2 separate regions of the Triticum aestivum genome follow, and region 2 is linked to region 1. Evidence: chromatin contacts called from public Hi-C data. All regions are on one chromosome and are shown on one strand. The core of a region is the stretch at or near the end of the contact, and the rest is flanking DNA. Distances in the headings are between cores, read along the strand shown. Region 1 holds the start of LOC123098459 (blue copper protein 1a). Region 2 holds the start of LOC123098461 (mavicyanin).

Region 1 (7,603 bases), core at 1,520-4,019:
CGCGCACAACTGGATTCTATCCGATTTAGATATCCTTGGGCTAGATCTCCGGCAGCAGTTCCGGAACACGTCGACAGCCAGATCGAAGAGGACAGATCATGCAAATCATTGTCGTGATGCGATAAGAGCACTAGGACCGCCACCACACCGTTGCCTCCACCACGCCGATGCTATCGCTACCACGGTGGAGAACACTGGCCCGCGCTGCCCACATCCCGCGCAGCTGGCTGAAGACGGACGCCAAATCAGGATCTGCCGCCACCCCCTCGCCTGCACGATCCGCCACCTCGAAGCCCGCCGTGCACCGCCGGTCCCGAGCACCGCCACCGTGGGGATCCGCCGCCGCACCATCGCAACCCTCGCCATCGCGGTGTCCCGTCCTAGCGGTGCCTCCCCGTGGCGGAGGCCATGCGCAAAAGGCAAAACGCCCCGTCACTGCCGACACCGGCCAGGCTTTGCCCGACCGCGTCCTTTGGCGGCGGCGAGGGATGAGGGAGGGAGAAGGAGGGTGTTGGCGGCGGCGGGAGCGCCCTGCCCGTCGCCCACGGGACCAACGTGGGAGGGTATGTGAAATTTGTTTGGTTTATCCAATTCATGTTTGAAATGTGGACGGATGTTTCGGGACACGGCGTTGGATGGCCTTCTCCTGTATTCGTGTCCACCGGCGCATCTGGATGAATTCATGGACGGGTGAGTTTGATTTAGGGGACCGTGTTGGACGTGCCCTTACAGTACATCCTGCAAGACGGAAAACAGTCTGAATCTTGGAGAGAACAATCATGTCAGATAATTAAGAGAAAAGTCCACTTTTGGTCCCTCAATTCTTCCGTCTGCTCACTTTTGGTCCCTTAACTCTAAAACCGGACAGATTGCACCACGAACTCTCAAAACCAGCCACTTTACTTCCCTGCGTGGTTTCGTTGCCGAGTCAACCCGGTTTTGACCATGACGTGAATAGTTTTGCGATCAACAGTAAATTCGAAAAAATAGCAAAAAAGTCAAAAAATCTGAAATTTTATGACATCGAAGATACTCAGATGCACAAGGTGCGTGCCAATTTTCGTCATGTTTGGACGTTCGAGAAGCTCGCGGCAAAAAACAAAAGTAAATTTACTCTATGTTGAACAGTAAATTCAAAAAAATAACAAAAAAATCTGATTTTTTTTCCATCGAAGATGCTCAGGTAGGCAAGGTGCATGCAAATTTCCGTGCTAAAATGACATCCGAGGGTTTGGAAACCACCCAAAGCGGCATGCACGCGTACGCTATTTTATTTTTTTCCACGAGCTCCTCGGATGTCATTTTAGCACGAAATTTTGCACACACCTTGCGCACCTGAGCATCTTTGATGCCAAAAAAATTCAGATTTTTTTGCTATTTTTTTAATTTACTGTTCATCATAGAGTAGATTTACTTTTGGCTTTTTTGCGGCGAGCTTCTCGAACTTCCAAACATGACAAAAATTGGCACACACCTTGCGCATCTGAGTATCTTCGATGTCATAAAATTTCAGATTTTTTTAATTTTGTTTTGCTATATTTTTTTGAATTTACTGTTCAACAGAGCACTGTTCACGTCGTGGTCAAAACCGAGTTGACTCGGCAGCGAAACCTCGCAGGGACGAAAAATGGCTGGTTCAATCTGTCCGGTTTTAGAGTTGAAGAATCAAAAATGAGCGGACCGAAGAATTGAGGGACCAAAAATGGACTTTTCTCAATAATTAACCAGAGCATTTGTGCTCGTGTGCAGATTGGCACTTGAGTTCTCGCTTCTAAAGGTGTACCTATTATTTTGGGTCGATGGTTGGATAAAATTGAGAGGACTATTGATTCTTTCTTTTTAGTTAGAAGACTATTGGTACTGCTGCGCATGCACTGACGCACCCTTATAAAATAATAGTCTAGAATCATTATATAAAAAGACATGAAGGCCTGCAGATTACATATAGACGTGATAGATACAAGTAACTATCACATTCTCGCTCTAAAAAAGAATACATGTATTCACCCGTGATAATAACTACAGTATAGTAGTTAACAATATAAAAGCTCGTATGTGCGCGCGGCAGCTGATCAATATATGCGTTCAAGCCATGAGACCGGCCGCCAGTAGGGCGACGAGGCCAAATCCTGCTGTGGCACCGACGGAGGTAGCGGCGTTGGAGGGCGGCGCCGGGGGAGAGTTGCTCGCGCCAGGACCTGCAGCTGGCATGGGTGACGACGGCGAGGAGGAGCCCGAGGCGACGTTGATCACGACCTTCATGCTGGCGGCGGCGGTGGGGCTGCAATGGTTAGGGACGCCACAGATGAAGTACCGGGTGCCGGTGGCGTTGAGGGTGATGACGTCGTTGCCGGAGGCCAAGGTGTTGATGGCGCCGTCGATGCTGCAGGAGTCGTAGCCGGCCTTGCTGACCTCGACCACGTCGTGCGTTGGGGTCGAGTACTTGAAGACGATCTCATCACCCACGTTGAACTTCTTGCCGGACACCCAGCTGCTGTAGTCGGTGCTGAGGGTCCAACCGCCCTGATCGCCGACGTTGTAGGTTACCGCTGACGCGGTGCCTAGCAAGACGGCCATCGCGGCCACGGCAAGGAGGGCGATCTTCATGGCAGCCATTGATTGCGGTTGGAATTGGAACTGGAAGGCGGAATGCAAAGCAGAGGAGGTAGAAGGCTGGTGCTGCTGAATGCTGATGCTTAGCGGGGTTTGGGTTGCTGTGGTGTCTGCTGCCATGCCCTTTAAATAGAAGCAAGCGCCTAAGCGAGGCCGGTTGCGGGGCGCGCGGTAGGTTCGTGGGATGGCATTTGGATATTGAGATTTGCTGTTGAATTGTCATGTGCGTTTGAACCAGCGACCAGTACGTGGTCAGACGCGGCCCGGGCTTGGTTGGTGGCCGGCTGACCTTTTCTGGCCTCGCTACCGTTCCACTTTCACATGGACGCGGTCTGCGCTACGTGCCGTGGACCATCACAATACGGCATGGAAGTACGTTGGCGATGTCAACATCGAGCTAGCTAGCTACCCCGGCTAGTTGACAAGGGACAGTTCAAATTAAGCGGCTCCAGGTCACAAGGAGAAGGAGCATAGGCCGGGTTTGGTTCCTCTCCCTTTCTTTAAAGATTTCTGCGGCTTTGCGTGTTTGCAATATTGCAGCCGGCCGTTGTCCAGACGCCGGTCCTCAGCATGGACATGACCGTGGCAACAGCACGAGTATTTCTCGAAGGGTTTGTTCGCTGACTAGGACCGGGTTTGCTCGCAACTGCTTCTTTCTTAATTCCGAACATGTTTTTTTGAATGTTGTTCTTAACTGCTGTATCATAGTTTTTTGCTTCATCATTTCTGGTGCAGCAACCACATCCGTCATCACAAGTCACGATTACGTCACTCGTGACATACTTCACACACAGGGCACATTGCACTTTGTACTTCCAAGGTCAACAGGTTCCTAATATGATCTGGCTCTTTTGCACTTTCGACAGGGATTTGAAGTGGTGCCCTACATTTACCAGGCTAAAGACTATGCTTCCCTCTTATCTAATTTGATTGATACGTTGTGACATTGGGGATTTGCAGGGACCACCGGAACAAGCAACTTGGGCTACAGCGTGCGTGTAACCGGTCCGCCTCACGACGCACCAACTTGAGCAACTGCGAGTGCAAGAGGATGGGCCTTGACCGTGGATCACCGCCCCAAGTGGATAAGGATAAGATCATTTTTCTGCAAGAGATACTCACTCCGGCCTTTTTTACTTCGCATAGTAGATTTGTGTCAAGGCAAACTTTGTAAAGTTTGATCAAATATATATTAAAAAATATCAACATCTGCGATACTAAATATATATACTATGAAAATACATTTCATAATGAATCTAACAATATTTTTTATAAGTTTGGTCAAAATAGAGATGACTTGATTTCGGACAAAACTTATATACAGACTAAAAAGGACCAAAGGGACTATGAGAGATGGCTGTCATCTCCACGTGGGACCATGGTTAGTTGTCGGTGACTTTAACATGGTAGGCAAACAGGAAAACACTTATGCTTTGTCCATTGGGCAAGTCATTAACTCGGCCAAGTGTTTCAACCTTTTTTGAAGGACTTGAATATCTGGTTGTTGCTCCCCACAGGGAAGGACAATGTGAACCGATTCGATCACTGGCAAAAGCAAAACCCTCAGCGAACGTTTTGGTTTGCTACAGAAAAGAAGCAACCCTCAGCGAACGTTTTGGTTCGCTGCAGAAAACATCTCCCCAGCGAACGTTTTGCAGGACAAGCCTTTTTCCAGGCCTCTAGGCCCAATCATCATTCTCTTTGAGCACAAACAATTAAAAAAATAAAAAGGCCGCATGGCAAAATTTTAGAAAAATATTTGTACTAATGATAGGCAAACATGAAGGAAAAACAATCAAATTCCTGTTAAAATCAAAGGCAGGGAGTTTCCAAAAAAAAGTAAAAAATGATTCACATGGCAAAGTTTAAGGAAAAATTGTTTACTATAAACATGACAAATTTTGAAAATGTATGTAAAGATCACATGACAATTTTGAAATTCCAAAAAAAAACAGTGTTCATATTGCCATGGTTCACTACTTGCCATATAATTTGAAAAAAAAATCTGAACTTTCTATGTTTTGAATTTGTCATGTGATTTGTCACATCTAGAATTTTCATATGACGGAGTTTCAATCGGAATTGTCACATGTAACAAAATTAACATGATAAAAAATAAACTCTGAAAAAGATATAAAAAATTGTCACACTACCTTCAACAAAACTACCAAATTCTAATTAATAGAAATGCCATGGAGTAACAATAAAAATTGCCATGGTCTAAACAATAAAAGTTTCATGCTACCTATCATAAAACTACCATGGTCTAATAGTAAATTTGCCATAAAAATGTCATGGTATCTACATAAAACTACCATGATCTTAAAAAGAATATTGCCATGCTACCTATAATAAAAAACCATAGTCTAAACATGGTCCAATTAATGAAAAGTCCCATGATGTCTACAATAAAAACACCATGGTATAAATAATATAATTGCCATGGTCTAATCAATAAAGCTACCATGGTCTACATAATGAAAGTGACATTCTATATACAATAAAACAACATGGCCTAAATAATAAAATTGCCATGGTCTAAAAATTATTTAACTGCCTTGCACCCTGTAATGAAATTGCACATGACAGATTTTAAAAATTGGTTCTCTAAAGAACATGGCAACTTTTAGGAATTTGTAATGGGCACACGGCAAAAGTTAGGGATTTTGTTCTTTGAAAAAAGATGTAAATTTTTTAGGAATTTTTCTTTTCTAAAAAATACATGGTTAGGGATTTATTAGAAGTGGCGGTCACTTGTGGTTGAACTATGTTTGATCAAATGAATTGCCCATCATAGCAAAAAGGTCATCAGGCAACTCTGAATATTTAATGGACAGGAAAGCCAACCATTCTCAAATCAGAGCTCACTTAGCATTAACTAGCGGGCGAAGCCACGGCGAAACGCCACGCCTGTGCAATTTCTCTTGATTTGTACAATTGTTGTTACTGCTTAAAAACTATAAGAACAACAGAGTACACATGTTGGATGAGTGGAGAAGTATATTTGGTTGAACATTATGGGATACATTGCATTGGCTAGATGATACAAATGTGCTAATGAAAAAAGAAGATCCAGTGAAGTCCAATAGTTTTGTTACAGGCTAAGCTATCATAAGCAAATGTGAAATGAAAGATTGACATGCTAAAACAGTGAGACCATTTAGTAACACAGGTGGTTTGACTCTCCAGTTGTGATAGTACATTTTTTTTCATTTACTCTAAAATCTTCAAATAACTACTCTCAAGTAGGAAGCTGATGACCCACAAGTATAGGGGATCAATCGTAGTCCTTTCGATAAGTAAGAGTGTCGAACCCAACGAGGAGCAGAAGAAAATGACAAGCGATTTTCAGCAAGGTGTTCTCTGCAAGCACTGAAATTATCGGTAAAGGATAGTTTGGTAGCAAGGTAATTCGTAACGGGTAACAAGTAACAAGTGTAACAAAAGTGAAGCAAGGTGGCTCAATCCATTTTATAGCAAAGGACAAGCCTGGACGAACTCTTATATAAAGAACAACGCTCCCGAGGACACATGGGAATTATCATAAAGTTAGTTTTCATCATGCTCATATGATTCACGTTCGTTACTTTGATAATTTTATATGTTGGTAGACCGGTGCTTGGGTGTTGTCCTTACTTGGACAAGCCTCCCACTTATGATTAACCCCTCTCACAAGCATCCGCAACTACGAAAGAAGAATTAAGATAAATCTAACCATAGCATTAAACATGTGGATTCAAATCAGCCCCTTATGAAGCAACACATAAACTATGGTGTAAGCTTCTATCACTCTAGCAACCCATCATCTACTTGCTACTTCCCAATTCCTTCCCCTAGGCCCAAACCATGGTGAAGTGTCATGTACTCGATGTTCACATAACATCACTAGAGGAAAGACAACATACATCTCATCAAAATATCAAACGGATACCGAAATCACATGATTACTTGTAACAAGACTTTTCCCATGTCCACGGGAACAAAAGTAACTACTCACAAAGCATGTTCATGTTCATGATCAGAGGGGTATTAAATATCATTAAGGATATGGACAAATGATCTTTCACCAAATAAACCAACTAGCATCAACTACAAGGAGTAATCAACTCTACTGGCAACCCACAGTTACCAATCTAAGGTTTTGAGACAAATATTGAATACAAGAGATGAACTAGGGTTTGAGATGAGAGATGGTGCTGGTGAAGATGTTGATGAAGATTGGTCCTCCCATGATGAGAGGATCGTTGGTGATGACGATGGCTTCGATTTTCCCCTCCCGGAGAGAAGTTTCCCCGGCGGAATCGCTCAGCCGAAGACCTAGATTGCTTCTGCCCAAGTTCCGCCTCGAGACTGCGACGCTTCATCCCGAAAGTCTTCTCTTTATTTTTTTTCTAGGTCAAAACCCTTCATATAGCAGAAGATGGGCACCGGAGGATGGCCAAGCGGCCCACAAACTCATGGGGTGCACCCTGGGGGTAGGGTGCGTCCCTAGGCTTGTGGCCACCTGGTGGGTCCCCTCTTGGTATTTATTCACCCAATATTTTTTATATATTCCAAAATAATTATTCGTAAAGTTTCAGGACATTTGGAGTTGTGTAGAATAGGTATCTCAGATTTGCTTCTTTCTGTTCCAGAAATCCAGTTGTCGGCATTCTCCCTCTTCGTGTGAATCTTGCAAAATAAGAGAAAACGGCATAATAATACATCATGAAGTGTAATAACAATCCATAATACAATAAATATCAACATCAAAATATGATGCAAAATGGACGTATCAGAAGTCGGCATGGAGAAGCTACTCTCATGCTTATAAGCGTTAGAGGTACCCTATACAACGACATCAAAAAGTCAGCTTTAGTTGCCTTCTCGTGGCATTTTCTAGAGCTCTAATTGGTACACATGATTTTTTCCCACACAAATGATGCCATAATCAGCAAATAGTGGCTTACAACATGATCCTAATATAATCTTATGCCGTACAAACGCAATG
Region 2 (7,603 bases), core at 4,325-6,824, 180 kb before region 1:
AATTTTTGTTCCCTTTTTTTAAAATTATGTTTCAAATAGTGTTCACTTTTTCAAAATAGATTGTGTTTTCAAAAGAAGTGTTCGTTTTTAATAAAATTATTCAGATTTTTCAAAAAGTGTTCCCACTTTAGAAAAAAAGATATTTCAAAAAATTGTTCAGCCCTGCATGTTTTTAATATTTGTTTGCCCTTCAAAAAATGTTTCAAATATCGACACTGCTCTACGTGGTTTAATTGTTCGGCCCTTTCAATATAGTAACAAGAGCCAATTGTTCTAGTGGCTAGTCGGAGGAATTCGGCAACTGCAGGTTTAAGCTCGAATCCTTGTATTTTTTTTCTCTTTTTTTACTTTGCGTGTTTTATGAAAAATAAAATATCACTTTGCGTCTGTTTGCGTCGGTATTTTTGCCTTGCGTTTTATGGAAAGGAAAAAAAACCCGTTTTGCGTCGGTTGGGCTGGCCCAGTCGCAACTGCAGGCAACGAACCTGGGATTCAACCCTAAACCTGCCACGTCGACAATCCCTGTTTGAGAACGCTCTCAAGATTCAAAATAGATCGGATCGAGTAGTAGGTTGTGCTGATTTCCAAGATAATTCAAGGTTCAAACTTAGTTTTCGTCTACGAGTTCAAGGTTCGTTTTGAACTTTTTCTAATAGCCGGCTGGAAATCCTGACCAGTATGTTTGACATTTCCCCCATGAAAAACCATAGCACTACAGCATATCGTGGCAAGCTTGTCACGGGCGACTAACAATCAGGGAACGTGCGCGTCGCACCACCACCACCCCCAGCCCGCCCCCAACCACCCCGTGCACACTCAAGGCAACGCAGCCGCCTTGCCGTGCCGTGCTGCGCTGCGAGCAACCAACCAACCAGCCCGTACTTCCGCACGCAGGCCCCAACCTCCCCGTCCCGAAAGTTGGCAGGCACGATCTCTCTCTCCACCCCCTTGGACTCTCCTCTCCTGCTCCTCCTCCTCCCCCTCCCCACGGCGCCATGGAGCGGCTCATCTCCAGGACGGCGGTCTCCCCGGCCCAGCCCCGGATCCACCTACCCGGCAGATCCCCCTTCCTCCCCACCCGCCGCGCCGCCCCCGCCTCCGCGGGTGCTGGGAGCGCCGCGCCATGGACCCGGCTGTGCGCGCAGCCGCCGCGTCTCGGTGCCGCGGTCTGCGCCGCGGTGCGGCATGACGGTGCTTCTGCCCCGGCACCCGTCGAGGAGGTGGTGGCGGCGGCGGCGGCGGCGGCTGGGCCTCCGTTGAAGCTGCTCGGGAGCCTGCTCCCCAAGGTGAGAAGAAATTTCAAATTTCTGTTCTCTTATCCAGACAGAGATATTCGGTTCTCAGGGTTGTAGGATTGCTGAGATGGTTCCCCAGCTCCGCTGTAGCGGAATTTAGTCCTAACTAGTGGCCTATACACGAAAATTCTACAAGAAATAGCCACGAAATTGCCGGAATTCTACTCCTCAGATCCTGACAGCTTGGAGTATTTAATGCGCATGTGGAGGAGATGGCAATCTCCCCTTTTCCATGGAATAGCTTGCGGTATTGGACTGGCTTCTTCCAAACAGGCTTTATTTCCGTATAATAGGTTCGAAAATATTATATATTTTGATCCTATAGATGGAGGAGGAATCGAAACTGTGTGCTTGGTGACAAGTTGAAATTCTCTTCGTGTTGTCGCTTGGCCTCTTTAGTTGAAAAGAGGATGTGTCAGCTGTGCTTTAATTTGCAGTTTACACCTAGGTAGACAGAGGCAATGCACAGGAAACAATCTTACTTGTGTTAAACCGGAGGAAATGTCTTGTGGATTTTAATGTGAATTGTGTTAAAGGCGATGTATCTGAAAGAAATGAAACAGTAACTAAAATCATATCTGTGAAACATGTATATGGCACGATACAACAAGAATCTTCTTCTAGAATCATTTGAACTGCAGCTTATTATTACAAGGACAGGGTTGCAGCACTTCACTGAACCTGTGAACCATGATGTTGCAAATACTAAGCTTCTAAAACGGCGCATCTGCTTAGAATGATTAATCGCACTGAATATCTTTGATAGTTGTTAACCGATGTGAGCTTTAGTTATTATATTCAAAATTCACTGCGAACATTCACTCGGCAATTTATTTTCCAAAGACATTAAACCCTTAATCATGTGAACTAGTTATTTTGCAAGTTTTTAGGATGATAGTTGCGAGTTTTTCTGAAATATATTAATAAAATCAAGGTAGTTTTTAGGAGTAGTTTCCACAGGTACCATACTCACCCAAAAAGCCTGCTCACCCTAGGACAACTGAAAAAGTAAGATATAGCCATCTAAAACAAAGTGTTTCTTATTAGAGATCAGGCCTGTTACCACAACAACGATGGATAAACATGTAAATAATGAGTACATTATGGCATATCATTATCTCATCCACTTCAGGCGACCTTTGGGCAACTATGGCCTTCAACCATTTATAGTCAACTAATAACTGTTTCTTGCACCTGTTTCTTGGCACTAGCATGCGCTTTGGTACTCAGAATCTCCTTTTTATGCCCATGCAAAAAGAACAGTAATATTTTACCTTAAGACATTAAGGTACAGAATCGCACATGGTCTTGAATATTGCTAGATGAAACAAATAGTAATTTTAGAATGGAAGTATGAAGCATTCATTTATGAAGTGGGCCAGGGCTTATGTGCAGATTTGAGATTCTATATAAGTTATGGTATAGTATTTTGTCGTACTGTATGATGTTCTGGCCCTAAATCTGAATGCACGCTTCATCATCTGAAATTAATTAACCATTAGGATCTTCTTGCTTTCTGCTCTATTTTGTTGTGTTTATGCACGAAACTGTGACATCTATTCCATAACAGCTTATGCCATTCTTATTAATTTTCTTGGTGATTCTTTGGCACCTATTTTCAGATATAACAGTTATTTTCTGTTCCACAGGCTTCTACTGCTGCCCTTGTCCTGCTTATGACACTTACTGCAAGTGCCTTGCACTCTAGCATTCCCCATCCTGCCTATGCATCGGTGCAACCAGTAATCAAATCTGGTGGACTCCTCTCAACAGAGTTATTGAGCAGTGGCTGGGCTGGTTTCTTCGCGGGCTGCTTACATACCTTATCTGGGCCTGACCATCTTGTTGCATTGGCACCACTATCAATTGGGAGATCAAGACTGGAGAGTGGACTAGTTGGTGCCCTTTGGGGCTGTGGCCATGATGCTGGACAAATAATTTTTGGCCTGCTCTTCTTGTTACTCAAGGATCGTTTGCACATTGAGGTTCTCCGTATATGGGGAACAAGAGTTGTAGGTCTGACCCTTCTTTTGATTGGCGCGACTGGCATCCGGGAAGCTTCGGAGGTCCAAGAGTCAGGGCTAATTCTGGAGGGTGTAGACATGAGTGGCAGTGAGCCCTTGCAACAGGCCCCTGCTGTTGCTCCCAGGAAGAAGAAAGTTGGCTTCACAACATTTGCCACCGGAGTCGTCCATGGCCTCCAGCCAGATGCGCTGCTGATGGTCTTGCCTGCTCTTGCTCTGCCATCACGCTTTGCAGGCGCGGCCTACCTCGGTATGTTCTTGGTCGGGACTGTATTTTCGATGGGTAGCTACACTGCTTTTGTAGGTTCTTGTAGTGAGGCTCTAAAGGATAGGATACCTAAGATAACGGAGAAGCTGACCTGGGCTGCTTCCCTTGTAGCTGTATGCATGGGGTTAGCTCTTCTAGTTGGGCAGTTCTTTGGGTTCACCCTATATTGATTCATGTCCTAGTTCTACGTTCTTGTTACTACTTGTCAACATTGTTTTGATTGTGATTTGTTATCCTTATCAGCAGTTGAGCTCAGATCAGTAATTGATTACTACACGGTTGATATTTTTAGACTGCAAAACTTTTACTGTACATGTGACTCCTGCTTCTCTAATTTTTTTGGAAGTTTTGAGATGGTATCGATTTGTTTGACTAACAAAACATGTGTTAGGTCATAACTACCTCCTTCTGAAATTACTTGTCGCTCGAATGGATGTATATGGCAAATAATTCCGGACGGAGGGAGTATATGACACATGTTTTGTTTATCAAATTGAGTACCGTAGAATTTGATCTGGATCCAACTCGAATGGTTTCGTCCCGAGTCCTCTGGATGTGAAAACACATGTTCAAGAAACACGGGATGGGCTACGAGATGAGCTGCCCATATGGCCGTTCGGGGACGTTGCCTACCCTGGTTGCGGCGGCGTTGTGATGTGCGTCGAAGATAGAGCTGATAACGTAGAGCATCGCAGACGACACGCCGGAGGTGGAGGCGCACGTTTCTGTAGGGCAGCCGCCATGTGGGATGCGTGCGTAACTGATGGACAGCCACCATGTGGGAAAGGGCGACCGTTCCGAGGAGTTAACTGTCGCTGAAATGAGTGTACGATACACTCATTTCAACTACAGTTCAACACTCATTTCAGCGATAGTTTATTCCGGACGGAGGTACTAACATAATATGGGATGGTTAAAAAATCATGACAAATCGATATTATTAAATTTCTTTCGACGTTGCTAACTTTGCTCTGGCTAGGCACATATGAGCTTACATATTGATTGGTTGGTTATTACTGGGGAATATATACATGTATTATTGCTTAGAGCGAAGATGTGAGAACTACTTTGTATCTCTCACGTTTGTATGTAATCTACTGACGCACATTTACTAATTTTACCTCAAAAATAATATGAAATGCCTAAAGGCCAGTAGATTACATACAAACGTGAGAGATACAAAGTAGTTCTCACATCCTCGCTCTAAGCAATAATACATGTATATATTCCCCATAATAACCAATCAAACAATATGTAAGCTCATATGTGCGTGCCGGATGCAGCTGGCTGAAATATGCGTTCTAAGCCATGAGGCTGGCGGCCAGTAGGACGACAAGGCCAAATCCTGCTGTGGCCCCGGCAGAGGTTGCGGTAGAGGAGGGTGGCGGCAGGTTGCTCGCGCCGGGACCGGCAGCCGGCATGGGTGACGACGGTGAGGAGGAACTCGGGACGACGTCGATCACGACCTTCATGCTGGCTGCGGCAGTGGGGCTGCAGTGGCCAGGGATGCCGCAGATGAAGTATCGGGTGCCGGTGGCGTTGATGGCGACGACGTCGTTGCCGGAGGTTAAGGTGTTGATGGCGCTGTCGGTGCTGCAGGAGTCGTAGCCGGCCTTGCTCACCTCGACCACGTTGTGCGCCGGGGTTGAGTACTTGAAGACGATCTCGTCACCCGGGTGGAACTTCTTGTTGGACACCCAGTTACTGTAGTCGGTGTTGAGGGTCCACGAACCGCCCGGCTCGCCGACACCGTAGGTCGCCGCCGACGCGGTGCCTAGTAAGACTGCCGAGATTGCGGCCACGGCAAGGAGGGTGATCTTCATGGCGGCCATTGATTGCGGTTGGAACTGGAAGGAGGAATGCAGAGCAGAGGAGGTAGAAGGCAAGACTCTGCTGATGCTTAGCGGGGGTTGGGTTGCTGTTATATTTTTTATGCTGCCGTGCGCTTTATATACAACCAAGCGCCTAGCGAGATGGGTTGGTGGAATGACATTTGGATATTGGATTTTGGGGTTAAGTAGTCATGTGCGTTTGAACAAAAGCCACCACTAGTATTATACTACTGCACTACTAGTAGGTACCTGGTCATACGCGGCCGGGCTTGGGTTGGTGGCCTGCTGAATGCTGACCTCTTCACAGTTGGTTGTGGCTCATGCTGGAGCAACCTTGACTTTCTGGCTCGTGTAGCCGCGCAAAGGAATGCCGCTCGTACCTTCGTCCACAACCAGGATCTCGGTCTCGCAAAGTCTCTTTACCGGATCCTGGAGGTACCGGCAAGCCATCCACCGTTCGTCTGGTTTCCGATTCGTACGTTCACGTGGCCCACCTCTTGTATAGCACTAGTATTCTCATAACCCATCTCTCGTATAGCACTTTTGGATGTCAGATGGCTGGTCCATCTCTTTTCACCACTTTGCACTAGTATGTCAGCTATAGGTACTACTTTTGCCAGTGCAATGTACGCATGCATGCAACTTCTTTCCTCTCTCTGCCCTTCCAAACAAATGCATCTTTTTATTTTTGCTTACAATTTTAGATTGTCACTATCTTTGACATTAAAAATACGTTATTGAATTTTTTTATATATTGAAATTCCTTGCAACATGATCTTCAGAACAAGTTCAAACTTGAATATTTTTCAACTAGATTTAGAAATAACGAGTTTCACATTTCACTTTGTCCAAAAAATAAATTTCACTAAGTTCATAGATATAAATTATTTCAAATAATTGAAACATATATTTCAGTGTGTATATTGTGGGTGTAATTTTTTTCTGAAACTAGTGAAATGAGTGAAATCTATCTTTTGTAACGAGTGAAATCACTTTTTTGAAACAACTGAAATTAGTTTCAAAAAAGTGATTTCACTCATTACAAAAGATATTGTAATGAGTGAAATCACTTTTTTGAAACAACTAAAATAAGTGAAATTGTTTTTTTATAAATGAGCGAAATCTGTTTTATGAAGTGAGTGAAATTGTTTTTCCATTTGATAACTTTTTGAATTGTGTGAAATAGGTTTTTTGAAATAATTGAAATCAGTTCTTTGCATCGAGTGAAATCAATTTTGAAATATGTTTTCTCAACTAAGTGAAATATATTTTCACAAGTGAGTAAAAATTATTTTCTTCAGATGAGTGAAATATGTTTCTTCAGATGAGTGAAATTGGTTTTTTGAACATAAACAAATGAGTTTTTCTAATGATTGAAATCAACTTTCTGAAATAAGTGAAATACGTATTTTAATTCAATGAATCCAGTGTTTTGAATGAGCCTAAATCCATCTTTTGATAATGAGTGAAATAATTTTTGAATGAGCCTAAATCCATCTTTTAAAATGTGTGAAATAAATATCATTTCACAGCGAAACAATTTTGTGTTTTATGAAAGTCAATTCAAAGATAACTGAAATATATAAAATAAAAAGAAGTTTAAATATATCCAAGATTGATCTTGTTCTGAAGATCTTGTCATCACGATTCAAAATATATATAAAGTTTCAAAAATGGATATTTCATTTAACAGATATCAATCATGCAAAATATAAGGATGAAATTAAATACAAATCATTTGTATGGAGAGACAGGGAATGCATGCAGAGCACATCTCTCGGTTCTAACTCTCTCTCTCTCTCCTGCAAAAAGCTGTCAGACACTGTTTTGTCTCAAGTGTGCAGTTGTATTGACCGGGTATAGCAGTGGGAATCAATTTACAACTTATACAGAGTCTGACAGCACGAATCTTGATGAAACAGGATGGACGGCGGATGGTGCGCCGGTGCCTCCCGCCACCGGTAAAAATACTTTTTCGATCTCGGTCTTCCTTCCAGATAGCATGTGTCGGTCTCCTTCTAGATCTAGGCGAGGGTTTCGTGCATGGAAGACAAAGGTATTATCTCCTGCGTAGGAATTTTAGCTTGAGTTTTGCAGATAGGAGTATTTATCTAGAATCTATTTTTATCTACTACACCATGCTAAATAAATGTTAGGAAACGTAGCATGCAAATTTAAAAAAAT

Evidence for each region. Hi-C and Micro-C count contacts between places; a contact is called where the count stands out from the background.
Region 2: a Hi-C map of leaf shows a contact between it and region 1, with 7 times the contacts expected there. The contact joins the promoter of LOC123098461 here to the promoter of LOC123098459 in region 1. A contact is called at or near these places in 2 of 5 Hi-C or Micro-C datasets (both in leaf).

Annotation. Positions count from the first base shown.
Region 1 is chr4D:441,882,742-441,890,344 of IWGSC CS RefSeq v2.1, reverse strand. LOC123098459 (blue copper protein 1a) reads right to left here and starts at 2,769. Exons shown (of 1, transcript XM_044520446.1): 1 at 1,889-2,769. The coding sequence starts at 2,733. The coding sequence ends at 2,086.
Region 2 is chr4D:442,068,625-442,076,227 of IWGSC CS RefSeq v2.1, reverse strand. LOC123098461 (mavicyanin) reads right to left here and starts at 5,574. Exons shown (of 1, transcript XM_044520448.1): 1 at 4,695-5,574. The coding sequence starts at 5,419. The coding sequence ends at 4,889. It overlaps LOC123098460, which reads left to right and starts at 850. Exons shown (of 2, transcript XM_044520447.1): 1 at 850-1,286; 2 at 2,945-3,876. The coding sequence starts at 996. The coding sequence ends at 3,757.